4 separate regions of the Gossypium hirsutum genome follow, and all the other regions are linked to region 1. The links are chromatin contacts, called in public Hi-C maps. All regions are on one chromosome and are shown on one strand. Each heading gives the region's core, a stretch centred on a gene start, on an enhancer-like site or on the middle of the called end of the contact. The rest is flanking DNA. Distances are from core to core; before and after follow the strand shown. Region 1 holds the start of LOC107900997 (alpha-aminoadipic semialdehyde synthase). Region 2 holds the start of LOC107900987 (AT-rich interactive domain-containing protein 4). Region 3 holds the start of LOC107901004. Region 4 holds the start of LOC107900994 (conserved oligomeric Golgi complex subunit 3).

Region 1 (3,538 bases), core at 720-3,219:
TGCACCTACATCAATACCATTCTCAAAACCACACTTTAATCTTACCAACTCCATCTTCTTTGAACTTAATTTTGTCTCCATAAGAAACAAAATACGGGGATTAATGGCTCGTAACTTATTTTTGAGCCTTTTAACTGTTCGTGATCTCCCCAAACCATGAACATTCCAGCTTAGTATTTTTATCGGCCCCAGCACTCTGACCATCAGAGCTAGCCGAAACATCCATCAAGCCTGATCCCACATTATCATCCATAAGAACTTGTGAACTCTCCACAATTCTCTGTCACTTTTTGCCATCAGACAACGCAATTGGATCATTTTTCTCATCCAAAACTAACTCCATGGGCCCATAAACGAGCCCATCAGTAGTCAAAGCATCGATACACCCATCACGCCCCATGATTGATTTACCAACTCCCTGAATTTGATCCGATCCCAAAGGAACTAGATTAGGATTAGGATTCAAATTCCCACCAGACCTCTTAGAATTATGGCCTAAATCTCTCCCCGCATTTAACGAATTACCAAATTTGACACCTGCCAAATTTTCTTCACTACATGGTGACATGACTGCTGCACATAACCACCTCTCACCACCATGTTCCGACGTCTTACCACTGCGCGCAACGATAAGTCCCAGCCAAAAACTATCTTTGATGAATCAATAGTTAGTCGAAAAGGACAATAGCTCTCCATATGCTCCAACTTTCCACAAATAAAACAGAATAAACTTAACTTCTCATATTTGAACCGAGTATAAACAACCATAGACTTCCCTACCAGAACTTTCTTTTTATGTTTCAAAGGGGCAGTAACATTTAAACAAACACGAACACGCAAATATTTCTAGAGCCCCAAGGTCGGAATGGACGTATCATACTCAATAAACTTCCCACAAAAATCACCAAATTGTTTTGCCATTGATGCACTCATCAGCCCCGGAGGTAAATCGTGAACTTGTATCCAAAACTCCGTATGGTTTAACTCCATCATTGCTGGATTTACCCCAACTGAAACTTTTTGAAGAATAAGTAAATGGTTATTAAAAAACCACGATATACTAGCAATAACCCTTTCAAGATCAACCTCATGAAAAAATTGAAAATGATACCGTTTCTCCCCCAACACCGTTATACAAATTCCTCCTATAGGATGCCAAAGATCCGTCATTGTATTGCGCAGTGAAGGAAAATGAACAACACTGTCTGTTAGACACCGACCAACTAGACAAAATTGATAAGCAACACTCACGATTCCTTCATCCTCTTTATCGCTTCCTCCTCATCATCCAGTAATTTCAAATTCTCCAATGCATCTTCCATCATAGCCACCACACTATTCCAGTCGAAACAAGGAAAAGAAATTGAACGTGAACCACCCAGAAAACTAACAAAAGAAAAGTGAAAGAAACCTGAACCAGAACGACAGAAAAACGTGCCAAAACCAGCAGATAGAGAACCCCGTACCAATAGGGCAGACGAATTAGTAGTTTTTGGGGAGTTAATTTTTATCTATCGATATTTCTTAAATAATAATAATAAAGCACAGTGCACTGGTAGAACCATTTAAAATAACTCCACTAAATAAAATAATATTTTTTAAAATTTTAAAAAACCCTTTACACATAAAAGTGGTGGTACCATTTTGAATAACTCCAACATCATAATTTATTTCTGAAGCTTTCCTTAATATTTATACAAATGGTGTAATTGGACTTTGAGTATTCATTTTGTAAATGCAAGTCTTAAGGAGACGTGATGAGGTGGAGAAAGGGTAACTTGTCCCAGGTGGCAAAAATTGAAACCTAACATTAGACATGATTTAATATGGGAAGGCATTTGGAGCTAGGATATACGTGGACCCACGTGATTGGAAGTAATAGATATGTAATAACTAAAAAGTGGGACCCATCTTCTCTGTCCCTAGCGTCATATCCTCATCATCACCCAAAAACAAAAAAGGAAGTGATAATCCATCCATGTTTCACGAGTAGGATTCCAGATACATGCATTAACATATCATCATTCATTTATTTATACCATATTTTTCTGATAAACTTCCTCCGCTCTGAAGCCTTTAATCCGTATTACGATCTCTTCTTCTATGATTCCAGGGAGCTAGGTGGCAGCCGCCCATCTTTTTTCACAACTAAACTTTTCCTTTCTTTCGACGTAAAGCGGTTCCTCTGTTTCAACGTTATTATTATTATTATTTTCATTGTTAAACTCAATCAATATGATTTCTGAGTTTCAGACTAATATTTGTTCTAATGACATGTAATTCATACATGTTCATAGTCTCTACTCTTCAGTTCAGTGATATATCTTTTTCTTTCCCAGAGTTGTTTGATCACCGCTTCAATTTGGGTTCATCTCATCGTTTAATTCTTCATTTACAAGTAAGTTTTATTTTCTTCAATCTCTGTTTATCTCTCTTACGTGTTTGAATCTGTCCTCAACTTGTTTTTATATAACTTCAAAATCACACTTAATTTGTTCGATTGAATGAGAAATGATCCTAATAAAAAAAACTGTCAGCGGTATTTAAATTTCTCATTGAGGTATAATTGTTCTGCAGCAATTTGTTTCATACTTAATTTGTTTTCTATTTTATTATGGGATCCTCTGTAAGAAACATACTTTGATTAGTATTTTTTGTTCAATACCATTCTAAAGAAGCCTGTAATAGTCCTAGTTGTTCATTTTTTCTCTTTTGTTTTCTGTGGTGAAGGTTCAAGATGCTTGGAAATGGAGTTGTTGGGATTCTTTCCGAGTCATCAAATAAATGGGAAAGAAGGGTTCCTCTCACCCCATCACATTGTGCTCGACTTTTACACAGTGGGAGGGAGAAAACAGGTATAGCTCGTATAATAGTGCAGCCATCGACGAAGCGCATCCATCACGATTCGCTCTACGAGGATGTTGGTTGTCACATATCAGATGACTTATCAGAATGTGGTCTTATTTTGGGTATCAAGCAACCAAAGGTGCTAAAGGTTCACCATTCCCTATTGTTTACATTTTACAATCTTTTATGGCCTAACTGGTTGTGCTTTATTGCAGTTAGACATGATTCTTCCTAATAGAGCTTATGCCTTCTTCTCACATACTCACAAAGCTCAGAAGGAGAATATGCCATTGTTAGATAAGGTAAGCTTCTTTTGTTGTATCTTTGTATGACACTATGAACTTATTGTATGACTTTGTCTATGGCATGCATGTAGATCCTCGCGGAGAGGGTATCGTTGTATGACTATGAGCTTATTGTTGGGGACAATGGTAAAAGGTTACTTGCATTTGGCAAATATGCTGGCAGAGCAGGAATGATCGATTTCTTACGCGGATTGGGACAGCGTATGCTCTATGACTCTTTAATCCTTTAAAAATTTTGGAGATTTTATCATTTGCATACCTTTGTCTATGTGAAGATGCTGAATTGTCATCAGATTTCAGGGTATTTGAGTCTGGGATATTCAACACCATTCCTGTCTCTGGGTGCATCATATATGTATCCTTCCTTGGCTGCTGCAAAGGCTGCA
Region 2 (3,538 bases), core at 716-3,215, 220 kb before region 1:
GCTTGACGAAAATGGGAAGCTGCGTAAGGCGAGAATGTATTTTTCCAATATATAACATAAGGGACTCCCTGCCAGAGGAAAAATTACATGTCAACAACTTTAATAAAAATATAAAGAAGCCTACTGAATACTAGCTCAATTGGCACCGATGTTGCTGAAGACTCCTAAGGTTAGCGAATGGATTTAGGCGCGTAAGGTTCTCCTCAGATGAATAATTAGTTAGAGGTTTGCGGAGTTAAGGGTGGTTTAAGAAATTTATCAAATATATATAACAAGTTTCCATTTGTTCACTTTATGATCATGATCAATAACTTTACCTTGGAATGAAGTGCCTCAGCCAATTTGTCACCGTTGGGAGTCTCTAAATAAACCTGCACAAACATTTGAGAATAAATCAACCAAACATAATAAACTTCAAATGAGCACTGAAAGTCTGAAACCAGCAAAACTAGTAAAAGGAAGTATAAAACAAAAGGAAACATGCATGAAACAATCCCATCGTATAATTTCAGGGAGAATGGGATCAAACTATAAACATTATTAAACAAGTACTACAAGAAAATCATGTCTCACTAACAGTGGTGGGCAATGTGGAACCAAAAAGTCCGTATAAAGCTTCTGGAGTGGACAAGTGAACATCTCCACAAACCAGATAACCAATTTCTTCACTATCAGCATTCTGCTCTCCTTGTAAGTAAACAACATTTGGCTCAGACGATTCAAGAACTCGTCGAACCTCATCGATGCTAGGATTGTTCAGAAGCTGAACCTGCATTTAAATAAGTAAAAGTGCAACTTTATAAGAAGTTCTGCTAAAATGTCAACAGTTAAAAAAGGTTAAAAACTATTAACACGATTTATATACCTCCAAGCGACCTGAAGAAGCAATCTCTGGAAAAAGGTATCTGGACTTATCATTAGAAACTGGCTGCTTCTGTTTATTATCAGAAACTTCACCACCACAAAGAATAGCAAGGAGATTGCAATGGTTCCTTGAAGACCTTTGAGCACTAAACATCATTAAAACATGCCAGACTCAGCAAGACCCAAACTTGCCACTAAGTGCAAGGCACCAATGGCCCCTTTAAGAAATCCCAAAAACCTAAAACATTACTCTGAAATCAAATCAAAACCCTAAAAAGCCAACTGCAAATCTTATTACTCGAAACCTCTGATTTTCCAAAATTCTATCACAGAGCAAAAAGGAACTTCACTTTGTATTTGAGACACTTGAAAATCCCTAAAAACCAAAGGTGGAGAGTTCAAAATCTGAAGAAAACCCACCGACCCAGATGAAATAAACAAGGGAATCGAGAACCCGAATGTACAAAATTACCAAACCAGACGAAGATACCGAGAAAATTTCTCAGGAAGCAAATCCTTCCAAAACAAAAATCGGAAAGTAAAAAAAGAACCCTAAGTTTTAAGAAGAGTCAGTCTCCCAAATAATAAAGAAATCTCAAATAAATAAAAAACCCGAAATGACACATCTTTATTCCTTCTTTCACTAACAATCCCCCACTAGCACCGCCTTTGACAAAAAAAATTAAAATCAAAAACAAAAAAAAAACCCAAAATCAAAATCAAAATTCGATTAAAATCAAAGTAAATTAATTAAAAATAAAAAAAAGCCCAGCCAGAGCCTCCCTTTTTTTCTCTTTGTTGTCAGTATGTATTTTTAATAACTACAGTTTCCCAAGTCAAAAAGAGTGAATTTGATGAACCGTTTGATCAGGAAATCCACAAAAAAGGAAAAAGAAATGCCCATTTCTTAATTGACTTTTTAATAATTTGTTTCTTTCAAGTTACCGTGCTTCAAAAGATATCATAACTAATGCATTATACTCGTTCGCAAACTTTGAGGAGGTGAAAAGTTTCTGTATCTGCTTTTTTGTGTTCTTGAATACTATACTTCAAAGTCCAATACAACCGGAAAACGTTCATTAATGAAGGGTATTTCTAATTTCTTTTCTTTCTTTTTTTTGTTTGGACAAAGATTTAGAATGGTTGGTTTGGTTCTGTTCTCATTGTCCAAGCGATCATGACGGTGATCATCATGGGTAAATTTGTGTTGGGATTGAATGATATTATTTACTGAGACTTTAAAAGCCCCGAAAACAAAAATTCTTTTCAGGTAAATATGTTCTTCGTTCAGCACTCGAACTGCTCGCTTTGTACGAACTGGGACCCAGTTCCCTGGATTTGACTCCCCCACTTTCTTTTTCACTCTTCTTTTCACTTGGTTTTATTCTCAATTTCATCTTTTTATTCTATAAAAACTTAATAACTTATCTTTTATTACAATTTCATCCTTCAAAATTAAAGTGGCAATACTATTAAATTATTGATCTCAACATCAGTTGTTAAGTAAAAAAATTAGCAAAAACATAACCATAACAATAATTTATCACCGACTTTCTGATCCAATTAAAAATTTATTAAATTTTCAAAAAATTTAAAAATTCTGGTTCAATCGATTCTTAACCGATTCAACCGGTTTTTTATTTAATTTTTACCGATTTTCGGTCTAATCAATCCAAAGCCACTTTTCAGGTCGGTCTCTCAACCAGCTGGTTCTGCTCGATTCAAACAACACTACAATTTATATGTAAAAAATTAACAAAAATCAACAGTAATCAAATTAACTCCTTGGTTTTTATGAGGTATATAAATTACAAGGACAAAACTTTGACAAATTAAAATATAAAGATTAATTTTTGGGGATGAAATTCATAATCAAAATCTTAATTTCTACAACAAACTACTTGCCTTTATAATTCTTGGATTATGTTTTACTGAGGATTAATTGTATCATACAGTTTTAAATTATAGGTTAATTCTAATTTGGCTTTTTAATTTTAAAATATTTTAATTGAATTTTTAAAGTATTAGTATTGTATCAATTAGGTTTTTTTGTTCATCAAGTCATTAACTTGGGCATTAAATGCTGGATCAAATTTAATATGAAGGATATTTAAACACAACGATCCCAAAATTTGTGTACCTACTACATGAATAATTTGAATCTATTGCATAAAAATAAAAAATAAAAACAACCTTCCTAAATTTTATTAATGTTGTCTGTTCTTTTTAGCGCTTTAGGTTCAAACTATCAACACAATATATACACGCATGTATAATTTGATTCACATGTTTTAAATATATTTTATGTCAATTTCAAACAATCATTTACAGACTAAATTGATTATTAGTATTTTAAGAATTCAATTACAATATTTTAAAATCCAAGAACTAATTTAAAATCTAAATGATAGTTTGGAGATGTTTAGCAAAACTAACCCTTTCTCTTAGCAAGTTTTTTCCATGAACAGAATTTCACTAATCACGGAAAGATTACATGTTAATGAATTATCTTTTAGTATTTCTATTATACGTGTGCATTTGAATATAACATATAATAAATAATTAAAATGTAAAATTTAAAATTAATTAATAATAGCACATATAATATGTACAGTATTAAGTTGGTTTTGAGCTGACTTGTAACACTGAAATAATAATAGTAGTCATTTAATAA
Region 3 (3,538 bases), core at 459-2,958, 170 kb after region 1:
GCTAGAGTTGTTCTTGGTATTGCTGACATTATTGTTCATACCTCAACTATTGTAGTGTTATTTGGTCTCTTAAAGCCCTATTTGTTCTTGCAGTTTTTGAAATTATTGAGAGTAAGAGCTAGGGTTGGAATTAAGTTTTTATGATGTTTGTTCATTAGATGTTGCCATCGGGCATAAGTTTGGTGAAGGAGGAGCAATGTGGTACCTAGGTTGTGGATGATACTAGCTTTCATAAATGTCGTTATAGGGGTTTTAAGGATGTGTTGAGTGAGGATTGTATGTTTGGCCAACAAGCTAGGTGGTAGGATTGATGGGTACAATGGGTTTTCCGAGGATGGTTCCCTCATGATGAACTATATTGTCCATACTCACCACATCAATTGTTGATGATTAAAAAAAGGTAAATAGAAAGGATGGCGGTTCACACAATGGAGAAGTATTGAGAGCCATTGGAAGAGGATAATAAAAGAGTATATAGCATTGGGTGGATGATTGAAGAAGAGGACCTCTAAAATGGATATTTATAGGCGAAGGTGATCATCCTTTGGCTTTAGATCTTGACACGTGGATTGTGCTAGTATTGTTGTAGTTGGCTACTTAGGGAGTATAATAGACGCTAACGAAATTGAAATACCCCACGTGTGTTTCATGCAAAGGAAACTAAACACATATCCTTCACGAGGTGGACCAAAAACATGTAATGTGCCGATCGTGGATACACGTGCGAGGGACAGTTGTTGTGCATAAACGATGTTGGGACCAGACGAAGTAAAGGTGACGAGGTATTTATTACAAATTCATGTGTAAATTCTACACAAATATAAAATAAACATAATATCTATTATTGACAGCAGTAACAATATCTCTTACTCCATGTTTTATTTTCACTATTATTGGTGCCAGAAAGGTTGAATAAAAACCACAGAAGCCATATCTTAGACGCTGCTAGCCACCTGCAATTGGAGTAAAAGTATTGATGATGGAGACGATGGTATGGAAAATTCTTGTCTTTTAACTTTCTGAACAACGTCTTCAGAAAGGGTCTAAAAATCTTGTCCATCTCTTTGTTTTTAAACAGCAAAATATTGGAAATTTTCTCCTATTTTCCAAAATATAAAAAAGGCTACATTACAACAGTAATGGAGATTCCCTTGTCAGTCATCTCTTTTAGTTGTAGTATTAAGACTTTTGGAAGTGTAGGTTCTTCACAGGCATAGCCTGGTCCCATCGTACTTTCAGACAAGATACCAGAATAACCCTTGCTTTTGCCCTAAAATTCCCTCACGTACATAAATCACCGGTTAAAATGAAGAAATTACATGCTAAAATATCAATCCAATTTACCCAAGAGAAGAAGAGACCATTTGCTGAATCCTGCCTAGTAATTCAGAAGCTGTCCCCTTTGAAATAATGAGGATCAACAGCAACCAAATCCTTCAATGAAATAAAATATATTTAAGCTTCATCATCGCATTTCTGTTTCTTTTGTCTTTTTTTAGACACATGCAAGAAAGATAAAAGCATATGAAACCCCAGTCTATTATTAAGTGGGACTGCGGGATTGATCTTCCCAGGCATGAATGAAATGTAAATGTAGTTGAAAGAGGAGGGCAGTTTAGTAAAGGAAAGTAGTAAGCCTAAAACAAACATGTAAATAAAGGGTAACAAGTGTTGATTGCCAAAACAAGGAAAAATCCAAAACAATTTACAAACCCTAGGTCAGCTTGTATTTATAACACCCCCTCCCTTTGTGAAACTTCAGTCTCCTGCACCTCTCTCTGCATTTCTGTACATTGCATTTTAGTTTTTTTGAGGAAAAAATAACACCCCCATGATCCTTCAAACCAGCTTTCTCTTTCTACGGTACTAAGTTGGAAAAAAATAAAAGTTAGATATGAAGGGTCGATGTTCCAAGCAAGAAGCAAAAGAAGGAATGGAAATTGATAGAATTAGAAACAGTCACAAAGATGAGCCTCCTCAGCTCTCTGGTGCTTACATTCGGAGCCTGGTTAAACAACTCACCACTTCCAGAAGTGCCAAAGACCCTGATTACGTTAATGGCCAAAATTTGAGCAAATTTGGTGAGGGTTTTAGTGCTACACCACAGACACAGAGCCAGGTGCAACCACACGCACCACCTAAACAACTTAAGAAACAGGTTCGGAGGAGATTTCATACCCGCAGGCCTTACCAACAAAGGCTGCTTAACATGGCTGAAGCTAGGAGAGAAATTGTCACTGCACTCAAGTTCCATAGAGCTGCCATGAAACAAGCCAATGAACAGCAACAAGAAGAGCAATCATCACGGTCACTCCAGCCTTCTCCTTCATTCCCACCACCTTTTGAGCAAGAACCAAAGACAAACAACTTGTCTACCTATAATATAGACTATTTTTCCCATTCCTATAGTTGGCCTCCTTCTTCTCCAAGTCCTTTTACATCTACTGCACACACTTTGAATCTACCAGACCAAACCCTAGGTCTAAACCTTAACTTTCACGATTTCAACAACATAGACTCCAACCTTTACCATAACAGAAATAACCCATCAATCTACTCATCTTCATCATCCTCATCTTCCCCAACTCTATCAGTTGTAACTGAAGATGTGCCTTCAGTTGCAGTGTCACATGAAGTGGGGCCTGGGACTATGGCCGATTCAACAGCATCCTACGGTGGGGGAGACCTGCATCAAGCTATGGACGATGAGGGAATGGCTGAGATGAGATCATTAGGAGAGCAGCATCAAATGGAGTGGAATGACACCGTGAATTTGGTAACATCAGCATGGTGGTTCAAGTTCTTGAAGAGTATGGAAGATGGGAACGAAGTGAAAGGTGAGGATGATGGGTACCACAAACCATTTGATCAAGTCATGGAACTCCCTGCCTGGTTGAATGCAAATGACTGTGGCTTGCAGCACCACCATTTCAATAATCTTTTCCCAGATTCTTACTTCCAGGATTCTGATTCTGCCTTACCTTGGTAAGTATCCAGATTTTCAAAAAAATAAAACAAGTGTTTAGAATGTATAAATTACGAATTTTTCACCGTGCTCATTCATACATTGGAAATTTAGAAATTCTCTCAAATTGGATCTAATTGAGCGGTCAAATTTTGCCAAAATGCAGTAATTTGCCTCATTCTTACCAAGAAAAGAGTCAAATTTGCCTCGTTTTCTGTAAAACATAATAAAGTTGCACCCAATGGATGCCGTGCCTTCATCCTTACAAAAGCTTCCGGCTGTAAGAGCCCAAAAAGGCCCATTAAAGCTTAACACATGGGCTTTTCTTAAGAAATTGAGTGAAATACATCAGTCCTTGAGAGTTTTTTTTTTTTTTAATTTTGTTTGATTGATATGTATTGTTGTGATTCACAGCATGGATATTGGAGAAATTGATGGAATTGATGGGGATTGGCATTGGCTGGCTTAATTCACAAGGATTGTTTACGTTTTTAATTAATCAATATCATCTCACCTCCCTTTTGTTTTTTTTTTTATTTTGATTAAGTCCCTTTCTCCCATACTTTTTCTTTT
Region 4 (3,538 bases), core at 664-3,163, 150 kb before region 1:
CTTTTCCTGATTGGTCCTTTTTGAGAAGAAATCATAGTGAATTCTTTTTCTAGGATTCCAAAAACGAAAATGGGTTATATTTCCACCATGGGTTCTTTCCAATTTCGTTTTTTTTTCTTTCCCTTTTACCTAATTAGATGAGATCGTAGTAGATGGGTTATATTTTCTCGATTGCTGATTAGGTGGGGAAGTTTTCTGTTAGGGTTTCTTGTCAAGTTTGAACTATAGTAGATGGAGATTGTATTAACTGCTTTTTTGTTATACTGTAAGCCATTGAAAATATAAATTCTCTAGTATATCGGGCTTAAGTTATACTTTTGGATTTTGTTCTTATATATATTTTTATATTCAATTGAAGGCTTCGGGCATTGCAGCCCTGGACGTAAAGAAGCTCAAGGATGCTGGTCTTTGTACGGTTGAATCTGTTGCTTATACCCCAAGGAAAGATCTTCTTCAGATCAAAGGAATCAGTGAAGCTAAAGTTGACAAGATTATGGAAGCCGGTATGCTGCTGTTTCCATAATTATGTTGTTCACTATAATCTTGTAAATTGATTTGAAATTAAAAGAAGTTTTTAAGTCTTCTCTGGTGCTTGACAGCTTCCAAATTGGTTCCCTTGGGCTTCACCAGTGCTAGCCAGCTCCATGCTCAAAGGTTGGAGATAATTCAGATAACATCTGGGTCAAGTGAACTTGATAAAATTTTGGAAGGTACATACGCTCTCATGTATCTTGACTTTGACTCTTTAACACTCAGTTAAAATTCACTATATGAACTGTAAATTAATTGTATGTATCATTACACGCTCACTTGGTTTTCTATATAACAGGTGGAATCGAGACTGGGTCCATTACCGAGATATATGGTGAGTTCCGTTCGGGAAAGACACAGCTTTGTCACACATTATGTGTGACATGCCAAGTAAGACCTCTTCTCTTCATTCACAGAGTTTTCTTGCAACTCATGTATATGTTGCACATACTTTTTCTGCCTAACATAACAGTAAGTGCATTTGGCCTGCTTCTAAATGTCTATGATATTTCAGCTTCCATTAGATCAAGGAGGTGGTGAGGGAAAAGCAATGTACATTGATGCTGAAGGGACATTCAGACCACAAAGACTATTACAGATAGCGGAGAGCTCACCTTGCTTGGCCGAGGCTGAAGCTCGATTTCAGATTTCTCCAGGAGGTGTAGCTGATGTTAAAGACTGAGCTGTTTCAGCTCAATGTTTTCCAAACAAGTAGCCGCAAAGCTTCCTTTAATTGATCAATCAATATGTTATTTTGTAGCCACCTGCTTCCGCTAATGAGCAAATCCCAAAACTCTGCTATTTTCTTTCTTTGCAATGAAGCTTGCCAAAAATTGGAAGCATCCGTTACAAAGTCTTGCTGCTCATTTCGTCTGTATATGGAACATGTTATTACTCCTATAAAAAATAAAACAGGAAACTGAACTGAAGTGTATATCAACCTTAAAAAACAAAATTTTCAAGTTTTAAGATTGAATTGGACATTTAGCCAACAACACAAAACTTGTAAAAAATTAGTTAAAAATCAATAAAACCATATTTTTGTAAATATAATTTTCTTAATTTTTATTTGACTTTTTTAACAATAAATTGGGGGTATTTTCATCTTTGATTTTTGTAAATATAAACTTCTTGAAAATTTATTTTATTTATGAAATTTTCTTAGTTATTATTAATTAATGTTTTTAAAATGGTTAAATCAATTGAATTAACTAATTTGATTTTTAATTGCATGCTATTTAGTTCCTTTTTTCCCTTATTGGTGTAAGAGATTAATTAAGACGTGAAAAAAAAAAATAGAAAATGGAATACGACGTCGTTGAAGTGAAAACAGTACGTCTTGAAAGGTCATCAGCTTCACCACGTCAAACCACAACCGGGTTTAAAATGGCGTTAGATTCAATTAGTAGCGTCGTTTAATGAGCAAATAGCTAAAGGTCCGTCTGGTCCATCAGAACCAGACTCCCCAAAACAAAACAGAACACAAAAAAGAAAAAAAGAATGGCAACAAATCCAGCAGCAACACCTCCGAACCTCCCCAAATCTGGAGCCATTTCCAAAGGCTACAACTTCGCTTCTACTTGGGAACAGGTCCTCTTTCTTCTGTACTTACTCTTCCAACTCGTAATCCTTTGCCTTCAACTTTCCGATTTGAACCTCTCCTAATTTAGATCTGCTTTAATTGGATCTCAATGAACTTAAAAAACTTTCAACTCATTTCTCCTGAGTTTGATTTCATTATCTTTAAATGTAGCAATCATAAGATCCGATCTCCTGACAGGAGCCGTAATTGTAACCGAAATGTTATCACATTATTTTTTTGGAGTAAAATGTCATTATATTATTAATAATTCGGAAGAGTTAAAAAATTTTTAGTTTGAAGATCGGATCTGTGTTGTGGAACTGAATGCGCTATTTTAGATTTTTTTTTTTGCTTAATTTGATTTCTTTATTTTGGATTTGTGTGTAGAATGCGCCTCTGACGGAGCAGCAGCAAGGAGCAATACTGATGCTATCTCATGCAGTTGCGGAAAGGCCGTTTCCGGCAAATTTGGTGAGTAATTTTGTTGCTTGTTGCTTACTTTTTTTAATTGCATTTTGGATATTTTGGTGAAAGACGTTTGGAACGTGCTCTTGTAGGCTCAAGAGCGAACCTCTGGGCAAGATGCTGGCTTGTCTGTTTCTACAAAGGATAACAATTTTGGAGATTCTGGAGCTATTGAGGCAATTTTGGTTAATACAAATCAGGTAAATCAGATTTATTATGTGTCTTGTTTGAGTTGGAATCTAATCTTACGTGGATGGTTACATTAGTTTGTTGTTCTAGTGTTCTAATTCTACTAGGGTTATGAAATTGATTAATTCTGATCTAAAGCATTTGCTTCTTTTTCCTATTCTGTACAGTTCTATAAATGGTTCACAGATCTTGAATCGGCCATGAGGTCCGAGGTTAGTAGTCATATCTTGTTGCAACATATACGTTCCTTGGACAATGTTGTTGAATATTTGTTTATTTTATCTAAATTGGTTCTCTTAGACTGAGGAGAAATATCAGCACTATGTTAATACTCTGACAGATCGCATACAGACTTGTGATGATATACTTCGACAAGTACGTTCATGATCTGTTTTATATCTCTGTGTATTCTATCATTTGCTTTGCTGGCTATTTATTAAGTTAGATCTATCTTTTCCTCATGATTTCTAAGCTAGAAGTATACTTCTGTGCAGGTGGATGAGACCTTAGATCTTTTTAATGAACTACAGATGCAACACCAAGCAGTAGCAACAAAAACTAAAACTCTTCATGATGCCTGTGATCGATTGGTATGATTTTTTTTGTATGGTTTGGAATTTGGTTCCATCTTTTTGTTTCTAGCTTTTCACTTTGGGCTTTATGTTTGTTGGCTGTAATCCACTTCTCTGTGGGATGGAAAATTTTGGTTTAAGTTAGTCGATTGATTGCATCACTAGCTTGTTCTTTATTGCAGGTAATGGGGAAGCAAAA

What was found. A called contact is a pair of places that touch in the nucleus more often than the background predicts.
Region 2: a Hi-C map of leaf shows a contact between it and region 1, with 2.1 times the contacts expected there. The contact joins the promoter of LOC107900987 here to the promoter of LOC107900997 in region 1. A contact is called at or near these places in 3 of 34 Hi-C or Micro-C datasets (callus and leaf).
Region 3: a Hi-C map of leaf shows a contact between it and region 1, with 2.0 times the contacts expected there. The contact joins the promoter of LOC107901004 here to the promoter of LOC107900997 in region 1. A contact is called at or near these places in 5 of 34 Hi-C or Micro-C datasets (callus, hypocotyl and leaf).
Region 4: a contact with region 1 is called in a Hi-C map of leaf, with 4 times the contacts expected there. The contact joins the promoter of LOC107900994 here to the promoter of LOC107900997 in region 1. A contact is called at or near these places in 5 of 34 Hi-C or Micro-C datasets (all in leaf).

Annotation. Positions count from the first base shown.
Region 1 is chrD06:16,710,566-16,714,103 of Gossypium_hirsutum_v2.1, reverse strand. It overlaps LOC107900997 (alpha-aminoadipic semialdehyde synthase), which reads left to right and starts at 1,969. Exons shown (of 26, transcript XM_041095357.1): 1 at 1,969-2,171; 2 at 2,340-2,398; 3 at 2,731-2,986; 4 at 3,063-3,149; 5 at 3,224-3,353; 6 at 3,453-3,538. The coding sequence starts at 2,738.
Region 2 is chrD06:16,934,376-16,937,913 of Gossypium_hirsutum_v2.1, reverse strand. LOC107900987 (AT-rich interactive domain-containing protein 4) reads right to left here and starts at 1,965. Exons shown (of 15, transcript XM_016826799.2): 1 at 866-1,965; 2 at 578-769; 3 at 318-371; 4 at 1-68. The coding sequence starts at 1,021.
Region 3 is chrD06:16,538,868-16,542,405 of Gossypium_hirsutum_v2.1, reverse strand. It overlaps LOC107901004, which reads left to right and starts at 1,708. Exons shown (of 2, transcript XM_016826819.2): 1 at 1,708-2,985; 2 at 3,380-3,501. The coding sequence starts at 1,895. The coding sequence ends at 3,434.
Region 4 is chrD06:16,859,935-16,863,472 of Gossypium_hirsutum_v2.1, reverse strand. It overlaps LOC107900994 (conserved oligomeric Golgi complex subunit 3), which reads left to right and starts at 1,913. Exons shown (of 25, transcript XM_016826807.2): 1 at 1,913-2,121; 2 at 2,501-2,584; 3 at 2,671-2,778; 4 at 2,935-2,979; 5 at 3,068-3,142; 6 at 3,262-3,357; 7 at 3,522-3,538. The coding sequence starts at 2,032. It overlaps LOC107900993 (DNA repair protein RAD51 homolog), which reads left to right. Exons shown (of 5, transcript XM_016826806.2): 2 at 359-503; 3 at 600-710; 4 at 830-921; 5 at 1,046-1,465. The coding sequence ends at 1,213.